Regions from separate parts of the Bactrocera dorsalis genome. Here region 2 is linked to region 1. Evidence: chromatin contacts called from public Hi-C data. All regions are on one chromosome and are shown on one strand. Each heading gives the region's core, a stretch centred on a gene start, on an enhancer-like site or on the middle of the called end of the contact. The rest is flanking DNA. Distances are from core to core; before and after follow the strand shown.

What was found. Hi-C and Micro-C count contacts between places; a contact is called where the count stands out from the background.
Region 2: a contact with region 1 is called in a Hi-C map of whole body, with 2.5 times the contacts expected there. The contact joins the enhancer-like site here to the promoter of LOC105226813 in region 1. A contact is called at or near these places in 2 of 2 Hi-C or Micro-C datasets (both in whole body).

The regions. Positions count from the first base shown.
Region 1 is chr3:6,831,486-6,838,383 of ASM2337382v1, reverse strand. LOC105226813 (5-oxoprolinase) reads right to left here and starts at 5,115. Exons shown (of 8, transcript XM_011205869.4): 1 at 4,633-5,115; 2 at 4,268-4,547; 3 at 3,894-4,206; 4 at 2,972-3,734; 5 at 2,157-2,899; 6 at 1,831-2,091; 7 at 553-1,753; 8 at 143-480. The coding sequence starts at 4,806. The coding sequence ends at 328.
Region 2 is chr3:6,876,015-6,882,960 of ASM2337382v1, reverse strand. LOC105226814 reads left to right here. Exons shown (of 14, transcript XM_019990534.3): 4 at 2,149-2,368; 5 at 2,444-2,730. Among protein-coding and RNA genes, the nearest start is that of LOC105226814, 9.7 kb to the left of the region's middle. Within about 2 kb of position 3,305, the one cell type or tissue checked has open chromatin away from gene starts, as enhancers often do.

The DNA.
Region 1 (6,898 bases), core at 3,866-6,365:
ATATTTTTTTTGAAATAAAATTTTTATTTATTAATTTTTGTTTGTATATTTTATTTAGTAACAATATTAGTAATTTACATATAACAACTTTTTGTTTTAGACTTAATGACAGTTTTTTTATATATGTATACTTGTAGACATTATAAAATATATTATTGCATTTGTGCAAGGCAAAATGTTTAAAATTTGCTGTAACAATATTGTCGTTTCTACAAAGCACTACAAATTTGTTTATAATTCTATAAAAGCTCTTTGGGTAAAATTTGAATTGTAATTGCAATTGCCACTTTTGACTTGAAATTGTTCTTGCTCTTATTATAGCATTCTTCAAGCTGACTCCTGCGCTTGCCTATACTCGAACACACTGCCGCGTTCGGTTAAATGATGTTTTTCCGCATGTGATATCACTTTGCCACCAATAGCTGGCACATTCGGCACGCCATAACCGCCACCGCCGGGAGTTTTCAGCAGAAATATGTCCTAAAATTCACGAAGCAAATAGAATTTGCGAATAAAATATTAAAATTACAAAGTAAGAAAAAAATAACTTACGCCTGCCTCCACATCGATGCAAGTTTTGGCGCCCAACGAGATGACGCGTCCATCGGGTTTGCGCAACAAATTCAAGCCGCGCTTAGCTGGCAGACCACCCGCCAAGCCGTAGGGTTGCAGCGTGCGACGCTCCGTTAATATTGACAACGTGACTGGTTTGCGGAAGAGCAATTCGCGTTCAACACCCTCACCACCGTGGAATTGGCCGGCACCACCAGACTGATCCGTACGCAAGCAGAAGCGTTTCAAGATGATGGGATAACGTAATTCCATTATCTCCGCATCGGTGATGCGCGTGTTCGTCATATGTGTGTGCACACCATCGGCGCCATGCCAAGTTGGACCAGCGCCCGCGCCGCCCGCCACCGTCTCATAGTAGCCCCACTCCTCATCGCCAATGGTGACATTGTTCATGCAGCCACATGAGGCGGCGCACACGTTGAAGGTCTTCAGCACGGTGTCGACGATGCGCTGTGAGGTCAGCACATTGCCACCGACCACAGCTGCGCCCTCGGAGGGATCCAAAATGGAGTTCTTCGGCACAATCACTTTGATGGGCGCCAAGCAGCCCTGATTTAGCGGCACATCGTGGCCGACCATGCAACGCAGACAGTAGATGAGCGCGGAGAGCGTAATGGCGCGCGGTGCATTGCAATTGCCCCATACCTCCGCGCCGGAACCGGTGAAGTCACAAATAGCATTGCCTTGCACGGGATCGATTTCGACGCGCAGCTTAATTGGAGAACCGTCATCCATAAACTCCACCCCCTCCAAAGTGGTGGTGCCATTGCGCTGCAAGACATTTTGTGCGATTTCCTTGAGCATATCGCGCACTGCGACTTCGGCGTTTTGCTGTATGTAATTCATGTAGGCCTGTACCACGTCCAAGCCATAGCTATCGATGAGCTCCGACACGAGTTGTATGCCTTTGTGGTTGGCGGCGATTTGCGCTTTCAGATCGGAAATGTTATCGGGTAGATTGCGTGTGCCGGTGGCGCCCTTGGCGCCGGTTGGTGTGGTGAGACGTTCCACGATATGTTTCTCTTGGAACACGCCACCTTCGACAATCAGGAAAGACTTAAAGGCGGCACCCTCCTGTGCCAGCGACGTGGAGTGCGGTGGCATAGAGCCGGGTGTGATGCCACCGATGTCGGCGTGATGGCCACGTGAGGCGACAAAGAAAACTGGTTTCGGTTGATCGCTAAAAGGTGGAAAGGGAGAGTGTGATGAAAACGTTATAAGTACAATTTTGTTGCAATAAAATGATTTTTGACTCACCGATAGAATACCGGCGTGATGACGGTGAAATCGGGCAGATGCGAACCGCCCGCTTGTGGATGATTGGACAATATAACATCGCCGTTCTTTAGGCTATCGCCGCGCACGCGCAACTGATATTGCACCGTCTCCTGCATGGCGCCCAAGTGGACGGGTATGTGTGGCGCATTGCTCACGAGGCCACCGTCGGGGCCAAAGAGCGCGCATGAAAAGTCGAGGCGCTCTTTGATGTTGGTCGAAATCGATGTGCGTTGTAGCACCCTTTAAACATTAACAGCAAAAAATTTCAAAAGTTTGCTATAAAATATACTTTAACACAGGCTTACCTGCCCATCTGCTCGGCTATGCTCATGAAGCGATGACTGAAGATGCTCAGCTGTATGGCGTCGAGCTTGCAGTCGACAACTGTGCGATTAGAGGAGCAAATATTTATAACCAGATCGCCGTGCTGCGTCACCTCTGCCACACAATCGGGTTCTACTAGTATGGTGGACAGTTGATCAATCAAAATTGCTGGTCCATTGATTTTACTGCCCGCCAACAAGCTCGCGGTTAAGTAGATCGGTGACTCGTGTGCGCCTTGCTCGAAGAAAATGCGTGTAAATCCTTGTGGCTTTGGTGTCACCAACGCCGCTTTCTTGATTTCCAACTCAGGTGGCGTATTGTTCTTACCCAAGCCGCGCACGCGTATATCATCCACAACAATTGCGCGATTTTGCAGCACGAAACCGAACTCGGTGCGATAGCGTTGCAGGAATGTGGCAATGAAATCACCATAAGACGCTAGCAATGCGTCTTCTTTACGACTTGTGGTGGCTGGCGCGCACATCAGGGCGCAATCGGTGCCATCGTATCTTAAATGTAAGAATGGCTCCAATTCGAGTTTGCTATAACCTTGTGACTGTAAACTGCTGGCGCACTGTGCGGACAATGCGTCTAAGCGCGTCTTCAAGAACGCGGCATTTTCTGCAGAGAACGCCAGACCACAAGGTTCTTGTGTCTCCTGCACAACATCGGCCAACGCCATGCCGTAGGCAGAAAGTACGCCGGCGTACTTGTGCACAAGCACCTTTTGATTGAGAGCAGTAAGAAATTTTCATTAAATAATAACGCTTAGCGCGCAAATATTATATTTATTTACCTTGCTGATGCCCAACTCACGCGCGATGGAGCAAGCGTGTTGACCGCCTGCGCCACCAAAGCATGCCAACACATGTTGTGACGTGTCTAGGCCACGCGCTTGTGTTAGCGCCCTGATGGGACGGCACATAGCCTCGTTGGCGACGCGTATAAAGCCCAAAGCAACATCCTCCACACTCAATTGCTTCGAGTCACCGCCACTTTTCAGGTGCTCATTAATCAGCGCGCGCATTTCGTCGAATTTCGCTTTGGTTATTGCGTAGTCGAGCGCTTCATTTTCTTTGGGACCGAAAATTTTTGGAAAATATTCCGGCAATAAACGACCCAATATCAGATTCGCATCTGTGACGGTGAGTGGACCACCTTTTTTATAACACGCTGGTCCAGGATGCGCACCAGCCGATTCAGGGCCGACTACGAAAAGACCAGAACGAAAGAAAAGCATTGAACCGCCACCGGCCGCCACCGTATTAATATCTAATTGTGGCGCTTGTATGGTAACACCGGCCGTTGTGCTCTCAATCACATGCTCATAACTGCCAGCATAGCGTGAGACATCGGTCGATGTGCCGCCCATATCGAAACCTATTAGTGGCGCGTTCGTTTCTCGTGCGCCCGTCATTGCGTATCCGACTACACCGCCAGCGGGACCGGAGAGAATGGCGCGCGCACCGCGAAAGTTCTCCATGCGCACCAAACCGCCATCCGATTGCATGAAAAGCACATCAACACCAGCCAATTCTTTGTCGAAGCCAGATTTGAAACTGCAAGATGTGGATGCTAAATAGTTTCACTTATCTAATTTGAAATTATCTACTCTGATAATGTAGGATATGCAGCATAACAATTTACACAATGTGTTTATATGACATTTGTCTAGTCATTAACTGTCTTAGTTGTCTTATCAAGCACAATTTTATTACCTGTTAAGATAACGTTCTACGTGCGGTGTTAAATATGCCTCGGCGCAGGCTGTGTAACCGCGCGCCACTAAGCGTCGCATTGGCATAGCTTGATGCGAGAGCGTGATGTGCGTAAATCCAAGCTCCTCCGCTATTGCGCCAACTTGCAGTTCATGTACGGGGCACGCAAAGCTATGAGCCAACACCACCGCCACGCTCGTAATGCCCTCGTCGCGCACCTGCTGTAGTGCTGCACGCACAGTCGCCACATCGACGGGCTGCATTTCTAAATATTTTGCGCCCGAAGTGCCTTCAAGCAGCGGCCAAGTGTGTTCTATGTGAAACGAATGTAGTTTAGTTAAATGCAGTCATGCTTGCATAACGTCAAACTTTACCTAATTGACAGCGATTTGCCTGCTCTGGCACAATACGACAATCAATTTCCACTACGGTTTTATATAAATTGGACGGTTTACGTATATTGAGGTCGAATATTTTTGGACGCGCTTGATTGCCAATATATAACAAATCGCGGAAGCCCTCATTCACCACAAGCGCCACAGGATCACCTTTTCGTTCCAGCAATGCATTGGTGGCGACAGTTGTTCCCATACGCACCCAACCGATCTGACTAGTATCCACAAGTCCCTCCGCCGTTACGTCATGACCAGTTTGCTAAAGGCGGATTTATGCAAGAAAAATAAATATAATTCATTTCTGTTTTCCACTTGTTGAAATAAGTTGCTAAATTGCTTGCTACCTCTTTTAGTATGCGTCTTATACCCTCCCGCGGCGCATCACTATATCGGCTGGGATCCTCTGATAACAGCTTCAAAGTACGCACTTTTCCATTTGGACAGATGCAAATTACATCGGTGAAGGTACCACCGCGATCAATTGCAAAACAATATTTTCCATTCGTCAATTCAGCCATTATTAACACTTGTTCTTTACAATTTAGTATGTGTGGAATTTTATTATTTCAAAACGTATGTAAGTATATGTATGTATTGGAGCAAATGCGTCCACTCTACTTGAATGCTAACTGGATTCTGAGTTTTAAAATAGCTATGCATACGCTTATAAATCGTAAATGATTAACAAACGATAACAAAAAGCAAATACGGATCAAATGAAGATATTTTCAACACCTGAACTCAAAGCACAATAATACAATTAGAATTTTTCAAAACAAATAATATTTTGATAACAACTATTCAGCTGGGTGATAGCAGCAATGAGCGTTGCCACGCGTTGACAGCAGCATTTATACCGGCCACAGTTCGATAGACGTCTACTCAAATACTTATCGATAAATAGTCATGTAAACAGCTGTACGATTGTGAAATACTGTGAGTGGAGTAGAATAAACAAGTTTAGCTTAGAAGCTTAGCTAGAAATTTGTTTATTTATGAAATTCGTCGCTTATCATAAGATGTGTGTGTGAAGCTTTGTTTATTGTCATACTTGATATAAGCGCAGCTCTCAATTAAGCGCGTGATAGTTTTATCAATTCATTGTCAACAGGTGTGCCTTTTATTACTCTTACAATATATGTATTTACATATAAACGTATGAATATACATACATATGCACCTAACTATGCTTAAACAATCGTATAATGAGTAGGGACGTACGTATGCATATACATACATATGTATGTGTGTACATATGTGTATGTATGCTTATCATAGGTAATGGTGCTAATACGAGGAAAGTACCATATACACATGCATATGTACATATGTACATATGTATGTATGAGATGTTTTCAGCATGATGCCGATTATTACAGATAGCTGTTTTACATTTTTGTTACACCCAGAAGAAGGCGTCGGATACCCTATAAAAGAAAAATATACACAAATGATGAGTATGACGAGCAGAGCCGATTTAGCCATGCGAACTGGGTCCTCAGTTTCTGAGATAGCAATCTGACAATTGCATAAGACCCAAGAAGTTGCTCATTTGTCGGAATTGCCGATATTGGACAACTATATCATATAGCTGCCATACAAACTGAACAATCGGAATCAGGTGCTTGTATGGAAAACTTTCATTTGACGAGATATAATATTCAAATTAGGCATAGGTTTTTATCCAAGGCAATAGTGCAATCTCCGATCGTCCAGATGTGGTCCGATATAACATACCTAGATGCCATACAAATTAACCAAACAAAATCTAGTTGTATGATTTTTTTTTTTATTGTGATATGTTGTTGTAGCGGTAAAATTCTGCCGAATTGACAGTCCTTGGCTGTATAAAAAAATCCGGGTCCGTTTCGGTTACGTTCCGACTGTCGTGGGAACGGATTTGGGAACTTAGTATATTCTAGCTTCGGTGTAATCGCAGTAACGGTTTTCCTTGTTTTTAACTAAAAACATCAAAAATGCTCAGCTGATACTGGTTATCATATGGCATACTCAAAACTTAATACAGTTATGTACAAATGTACTTACCTGCTTCCAACTCTACACACACACGCCCACTTTCTAATAAAAAACACGTTCGATTTTGTTTTAGGCGCACGAAATAGTTTGAAGTTTTATTGCATTGCCTTTCGTGTTGTTGTTGGTGTTGGCCGTGTGCATGTATGTAAATATGTATGCAGGCGTCCGTCTGCTGTTTGAGTTTGTCGAGTTCAGCGTCAACACACTGTTTCGTATTGTTTTTGTATGTATGTGTGTGTTGCTTTTTAAATTTATTTTTAATTCATAATTTAAATATGCTTCATATCAGTTAATACTTATCGTTTGCTCTGCTTGCTTGGAATATATTCTTATCTTTTTTTGTTGTTGCGGTACAATTAGTCGATAAACCTCAGCCAAGTGTTTTATTTGTTGCTTTTATTTTTGTTTTTTCTTTTGTATTGCCGTTTTACTAACCAAACCTTTGTTGTTGTTTTTTTTTTTAATTTTATATTTGTTTTTTTTTTTTTTTGAAATTCAACACCTGTTAGCTTTTCACATTGAAACATGCAGTAATCAATATTTGTGGTACAACAGTTAATTATTCGTAATTGC
Region 2 (6,946 bases), core at 2,056-4,555, 46 kb before region 1:
GTTGCCTACTTTTTTAAAGAAAACACGCAAAAACTTCAAGTATTGGGTAGTCGAAAAAGCATTTTCGCATTTCTAATCAAACTTCAACTTATTTTTTTTTATATTTATGATAATAAATAAATATGTACCATTTTGGTCGACCACTTTTTGCCATTTTTCTGCTAGAGACATTATTCCATTAGTGTAAATCGAAATTTCCGGAACGAAAGCCAGCGAACCATTGTTTTGCTACACGAACTGATACAGCATCGTCTCCGTACCAGTATCACTTCACAAATTTCATTGGTGGCTTGCGAAGCATTCTTTCCTTTTTATACAAAAATTTAAAAATATAGCGAATTTCTTCATTATTTTCACTCATTTTTGAACAGCTGTAACTTTTTTCAACTTCCCCGAATTTAAATCTTTTTTTGGTTAAATGAAGCTTAAAGTCTCACCTTTCCAACACTATATGGTATGACACAATGTGATTGGTAGCACTGGAGATATACGACTGCAACGACATCTATTGACAAAATACGAAAATACTTTTTCGACTACCCAATATAATAAGGAGTATTTGTTATCATTCGAAAGATCATTCTTCGACATTTATTTTTTGAAGATTATCTCTTTCAAATCTTGGCCGTGGCTACGTTTCAGATGGTCCATACATTGAGTCCAATTTTCATTGACTCGTTCGAACATTTCGACTGGTAACTGGCGAATGACACGCGTGATGTTTTGCTTCAAGGCCTCAATTGAAGCCGGATTGTCCACATAGACTTTAGACTTTACAAATCCCACAGAAAAAAGTCAAACGGTGTGGTATCACACGATTTTGGTGCCTAATTGACCGGCCCAAAATACGAATAGTATGTTTTGGGTCCCTCTCCTGTTGAAATTGCCAAATTGAAAGCAAATTCCATTCTGCATATGAGAATATGGCTTCACACCATGAGGTGTCTGACACCACACCTTGGGAAACAGCCCCAAACCATTATATTACTGTTAAGGGATTTGAAGGACTTAATTGTGTAGCGGATGTACATTTTTGGGTAAAATAATCCCTGAAGGCTAAAATAAAACCCTTCAGGCATATCTCTAACGTATGTTACTTTTCAGGCGTATCTAATTTTTATAATACGTTACTGAATAATATATTATATATATTTATAAACAGGGTATATTAAGTTTGGAATTGGAAATCTTTAGAGTAACCAAGTTTGTCTCTCTGTTTATATGCAATCCTAGTCCCACAGTTTTTGAGATATCGATCTGAAATTTTGCGCACACCCTTTTCTTCTCAGCAAGATACTGCCGGAACCGTCCATATCGAACCATTACAGCATATAGCTGCCACTGATTGATCAAAATCAAGTCCTTGTATGGAAAACTTTTTTGTTCGACACGATATCTTGCCGAAATTTGGCATAAATTATTGTCTGAGGCAACGACACAATCTGTGAAGAAATGGTGATCAGATCGGTCTCTTATAGCATGTAACTGCCATACGAACTGAAATTCTTGTGTGGAAAACTTTTGTTTCCATACGAAATTATTTGAACTTTATAAATGACATTCAAAAAGTATCCTAATTGAAATTCATACCTGCGTTTTCGTTTTTTTGCCTAAATTTTTTATTATCTATTTTTAAGGACCTTTTGACGCTTATTATCCTAAAATAAATTAAATTCTAAAATATAGATTTTTAAATTAAATTGAGTAGTTTATAGTCATTACTCTCTCTCAAAAGTAATTTCATCCTTCAGTGGGAAGTTTATAGTTATTATATAATAGTGATTTCATTCGAAGCTTATTTGTCCATGACAGTCATTTTCTTTTCTTAAATATTCGTACGAAGGTTGTTTTAAAAAGTAAACAAAAACTTACGCCGAGAAATTATTGTATTTGTTATAAAAAGCTAAATATTTAATTTTATTATTAAAATTGTTATTATTTGCTCGTTAATTAATAAAAATTGTTATTATTTGCTCGTTAATTTTGTTGAAGTGTAAACTATTTTTATTATCTAAAATATATTTTATGTGTATATATGGACGCAGGTGGAAATTGTTTTAAAAGCAATAATGTAAATTAAAATTATTCACATATTACACGCTGATTTACTGTATAAATAAATATATATTTATATATATATTTTTTTAGACTACACAAACACCTGAAAATGAACGCTCCTATACGTTACGTAAGAAACCTACATCCGTCACAGAACGCACCACATTCGTTTGTTACACCTGTGGCGGTGACACGCCCTCCTCACGTTTGCGGCTCGTTTATTGCTGTCCAAATGCAGAGCGCGAACCCTACTACCCTTTCATAAAAACGATGAAAGCTTTCAAAAATGCTAGTCCCATCAGTCCACAGGGTGAGTAGTATGATTTAATTTGTAAAAAAATTAAAAAAAATATATATATATAATTTTTCTTTAAAATTACCTAAGGTATGGTGCAAATATGTTCCTCATGCTATGAAAAGCATTTATATTTGGCTGAAGGTGGTAACAACACTACAATGGCGGCGGCTACCTCTACCGGCCGTATATCGGGTGGACCCGCTGACAATAATGCGGCCGCTGGTAGCGGTGCTGGTGCAATTTACAGCGTAGATGGTGACGCAAACCTCAGCAACAACAATGTGATCGCAACAAGCGCTGAGGGTGCAGGACGTTACACACCCTCCGAGAAGTCGTTGGCCAACTCGGATTCGACAAGTAATGTGAAATTTAAGGTGAGCTAAGTTCAAAACAAAGATATCGAAAAAAATCGTACATGTATTTGATTTATGACCACGATATGTGTGTTGAGTGGTGCTTATCAATTTTTCCGCCAGTCGCCGCAAGTCCTCAAATTTCTGTGCTACAAATTAATGCATGTGTGTTTGCGTGTGTGCGAATGTGTTTATCATACATGTTTGAGTGCTTATACTTAGAGTGTTATTAACGTGTCTTATAATAAGTGGGTAAAATATTTTTTACCCTACTACAAAATATTTGCTCTAATAGGCCCACGAACTGTGTGCATAACAGCATTTTTTCATACATATTCAAACAAACAAACATATTTACTCAAGTGTACTACATATTAGTACAAATAATATTCCTACATACTCAATAAATATATATGTATAAATATATGATACGCATTTAAAAAAATACGTGCGGCATCAATGCGATTAACAGGCACTTATATTTATTTTTTGTGTGATAACGTCGAATGTCAATAAAGGTGCCCACTCCATGTAACAGAGGCTATCATTCGGTGGCAATAAAACAGTCACCTTTTGCCTTATCAGGCCAAGCAACCAATTCACTATACATATAGAAGTCAGCAAGTCAACGAGTCAGCGAGCGTCAGCAGCATGCATTGTACTCATATATTGTACACGCTGTCGCGCTCTAATGAATGCAAAATGATTTAAAGATTAAACAGAAGTAGACTACAACAGGAGAACATGTAGCAAAGAAAATACAAAAAATAAAACTTTAACATGGAAGTTATAATACCCTACTCCAGTGTATTTATTATACCATAAAAGGGTATAAAAAGCTCTTTATCTTGATTTCGATCGATCAGTTTGTATGGCGGCTTTATGCTATAGTGGTCCGATGTGAGCAATATGTTCGCAGATGGTAGCGCTGACTTGAAAAATAATGTATACCAAATTTTGTGAGGATATCTTGTGAATTCGAACAATTTTTGATACAAACACTTGAATCCCATCGATCAATTTGTGTGGCGGCTGTTTGGAATAGTGGTACGATTCGGAAAATTTCTTCGAAGATTGTAGGGTTGTCTTAGACAATACTTCATGCCAAACGTCGTGCAGATATCCTGTCAAAAAAAAAAGGTTTTCATATAAGTACTTGATTTTGATACTTCAGTTTGTATGGCGATTTATGCTATAAATAGCCCGATATCCACAATCTCGACAAATGAGCTGTTTATTAGAGAGAAAAGAGCCTAAGCCGAATTTCAAGTCGATATCTCAAAAACTAAACCTACAGATAGGCAGACAAACATGGCTCAGCTCCTCACACTGATCATTTATATATTATATGTATATTTTTTTATGATCTCAAATGTAAAAGTAGTGTTACAAACTTCCTGGCAATCGTAATATACCTTGCTCAGGGTATAAATATGCGGCTAGTAATCAGGCCGCTACATGAGCAGACAGACAGCCAGTAGTGGCTGTTACAAAAATTCCGCTATTATGGGAAAAATACTAAATGTGTGACAATCTATGTATGAAAATGCTGTTATACTACGTCTATAACAATGTCTATAAGCTTAGTAAAAAAAATTATTGCGATGATTGCGATTTTTTCGCGCTGAAGGCCGTTCGTTGGCTAACTTGACGCATTGCAGTATGTATGTGTGTGTGTGTTGTTTCGTGGTAGACGTCAGTTGAGTAAGAGCGTGTTCAATACTCAAGTGAAGCATTTCACTTCAAAGTTCTCAAGTTTTGCTTTTGCGATAATTAAACACTGCTTTTATTATTAGATTTGAATTGGCTTTGGCCGAACCACCTCAATATCATTCTAATGACAATTGTCTGCCTGACGCACGCTATATGACTGCGGCTTTTGTATTTGCAAACATTTATTGAGAATATTTCATTATCAATAGCACCGAATAATATGTCAACATGTGAACAAATTCAAGTCAACAAATGTCACTGATAAGATAATAAGCCTACACATTTTTTTTACTATGCTCGTATAGTATTTATTGTATTCGTAATGAGCTTGCAAATAAATTTAGCTATAAAAAGTAGTGAGCTTATAATACGCCTAGGAAATTAAATGAAATGGCATGTGTGTGTATATACATACATATGTATGTGTGGATTATTTATTATAGCATTTACTGGTTTCGCCCAATAAGCATTGTGCTAGATAATGGCTTGAGTAGGCAAAAGAGATTAAATTAAATAAATATAATTTAGGGTAGCGTAAAAATATTGGGAGATTGTAGCGTTCCTTAGACAATAACCATTGCCAATCTTCGTGAAGATACCATATCAAATAAAAAAGATTTCCATACAAAGTCTTGATTTTAACCGGTCAGTTTGTATGACAGCTATATGTTACAGTGGTCCAATTTGAACAATATGTTCGAAGATTGGAGCACTGCCTTTGAGAATGATTTATGCCAATTTCCGTGAAGATATCTTATGAAATAAACAAGTTTTTCATACAAGGACTTGATTTTCTTTGATCAGTTTATATGGCAACTATACGTTATATTGGCCCGATCTAGAAAATTTCTTTGGCTATTGTAGCCTTGTCTTGGGCAATTATCCATGCCAAATTCCGTGAAGATATCTTATGAAATAAAAAGGTTTTCCATACAAGGACTTGATTTTGATTGATCAGTTTATATGGCAGTTATATGCTATAGTGGTCCCACCAATACAATTTGTTCGCAGATTGTAGCACTGCCTTGGGCAATTATCCATGCCAAATTCCGTGAAGATATCTTATGAAATAAAAAGGTTTTCCATACAAGGACTTGATTTTGATTGATCAGTTTATATGGCAGTTATATGCTATAGTGGTCCGATCAAAACAATTTATTCGCAGATTGTAGCACTGCCTTTGACAATAATTCATGTCAAATTCCATGAAGATATCTTATGAAATAAAAAAGTTTTCCATACTAGGACTTGATTTTGATCCGTCAGTTTGTATGGCAGCTATATCCTATAGTAGTCGAATATCGACAGTATCAACATTTGAGCAGCATCTTAGAGATAAATGGACATGTGCAAAATTTCAGACCGATATCTCAAAATCTTAGTAATATTCCAGTATTCGAAATGTAAATCAAATTGTATAAAAAATCTTATACTTCGAAAAAATTAGCAGCGTTCTCTATTGGTATTTTTAAACGCTTTACAATTCAATAGCGCATTAAAAATAACACAGAATGGCATATCCCAAAATAATTTTAGATTTCTTCGATATTACTTTTGTACCAGCCCTTAGTGCTTACTGGGTTTATAGCGCAAGAATCAATCACTGTGTATTCTTCATGGTCAAATTTGTGAAATTATATTGGTATCTAAACTAGTTTGAGTCAGCTTAATTGAAATGTGCTATTTAGTGTATGAAATTATTTTAAAATATTTTTTTTTTATTGCAGTCCATTTATTGCTTATACATACTAAACTGCGATAACCCTAGCAGGAAGCGTGATTAATTACTGCGTCTTTCTTGCTTAAGGTTAAATTTAACTGCGGCGGCGTAATCTAGCAGACCACAAAAGCAGATTAAATTTAGTGACGAAAATAAATGTTGACCCTGCAAGCACGATGACATCAATATGTGCTGTGTGCCAGCAATAAAAATATATTCGAAAGTGAATTATGATTTTATAATAAATAATAAGCTAGAAAACCATTACTTTCGACTGCACTTCGTCGTCATACCCTTCACAGGTAGATTGTTTATAATATAAAAGCGTATAAAATCGAATTTCGTGAAGATTTCTTGTCAAATAAAAAAGCTTTTCCTACCAAAACTTAAATTTTAACGTTCAGTTTGTATGGCAGCTACATGCTAAAGTGGTTCGATCTAAACAATTTTTTTCAACGATTTTAGCGCTGTCTTGGATAATAATCTATGACAAATTTCGTGAACATATCTTGTCACATAATTATGGTTTCCATACAAAGACTTTATTTAGATCGATCAGTTTGTATGGCAGCTATATGGTATAGTGGTTCGTTCTGGAAAATTTCTTCGGATATTGAACCATTGTCTTGGGCAATTATCCATGCCAAATTTCGTAAAAATATCTAGTCAAATAAAAAAATTGTTCATATAAGTTCGTGATTTTAATCCATTAGTTTGTATGACAGCTATATTTTATATTGGTTCGATCCAGAAAATTTCTTCGGATATTGTAGCTCTGTCTTGGATTATGATCCTTGCCAAATT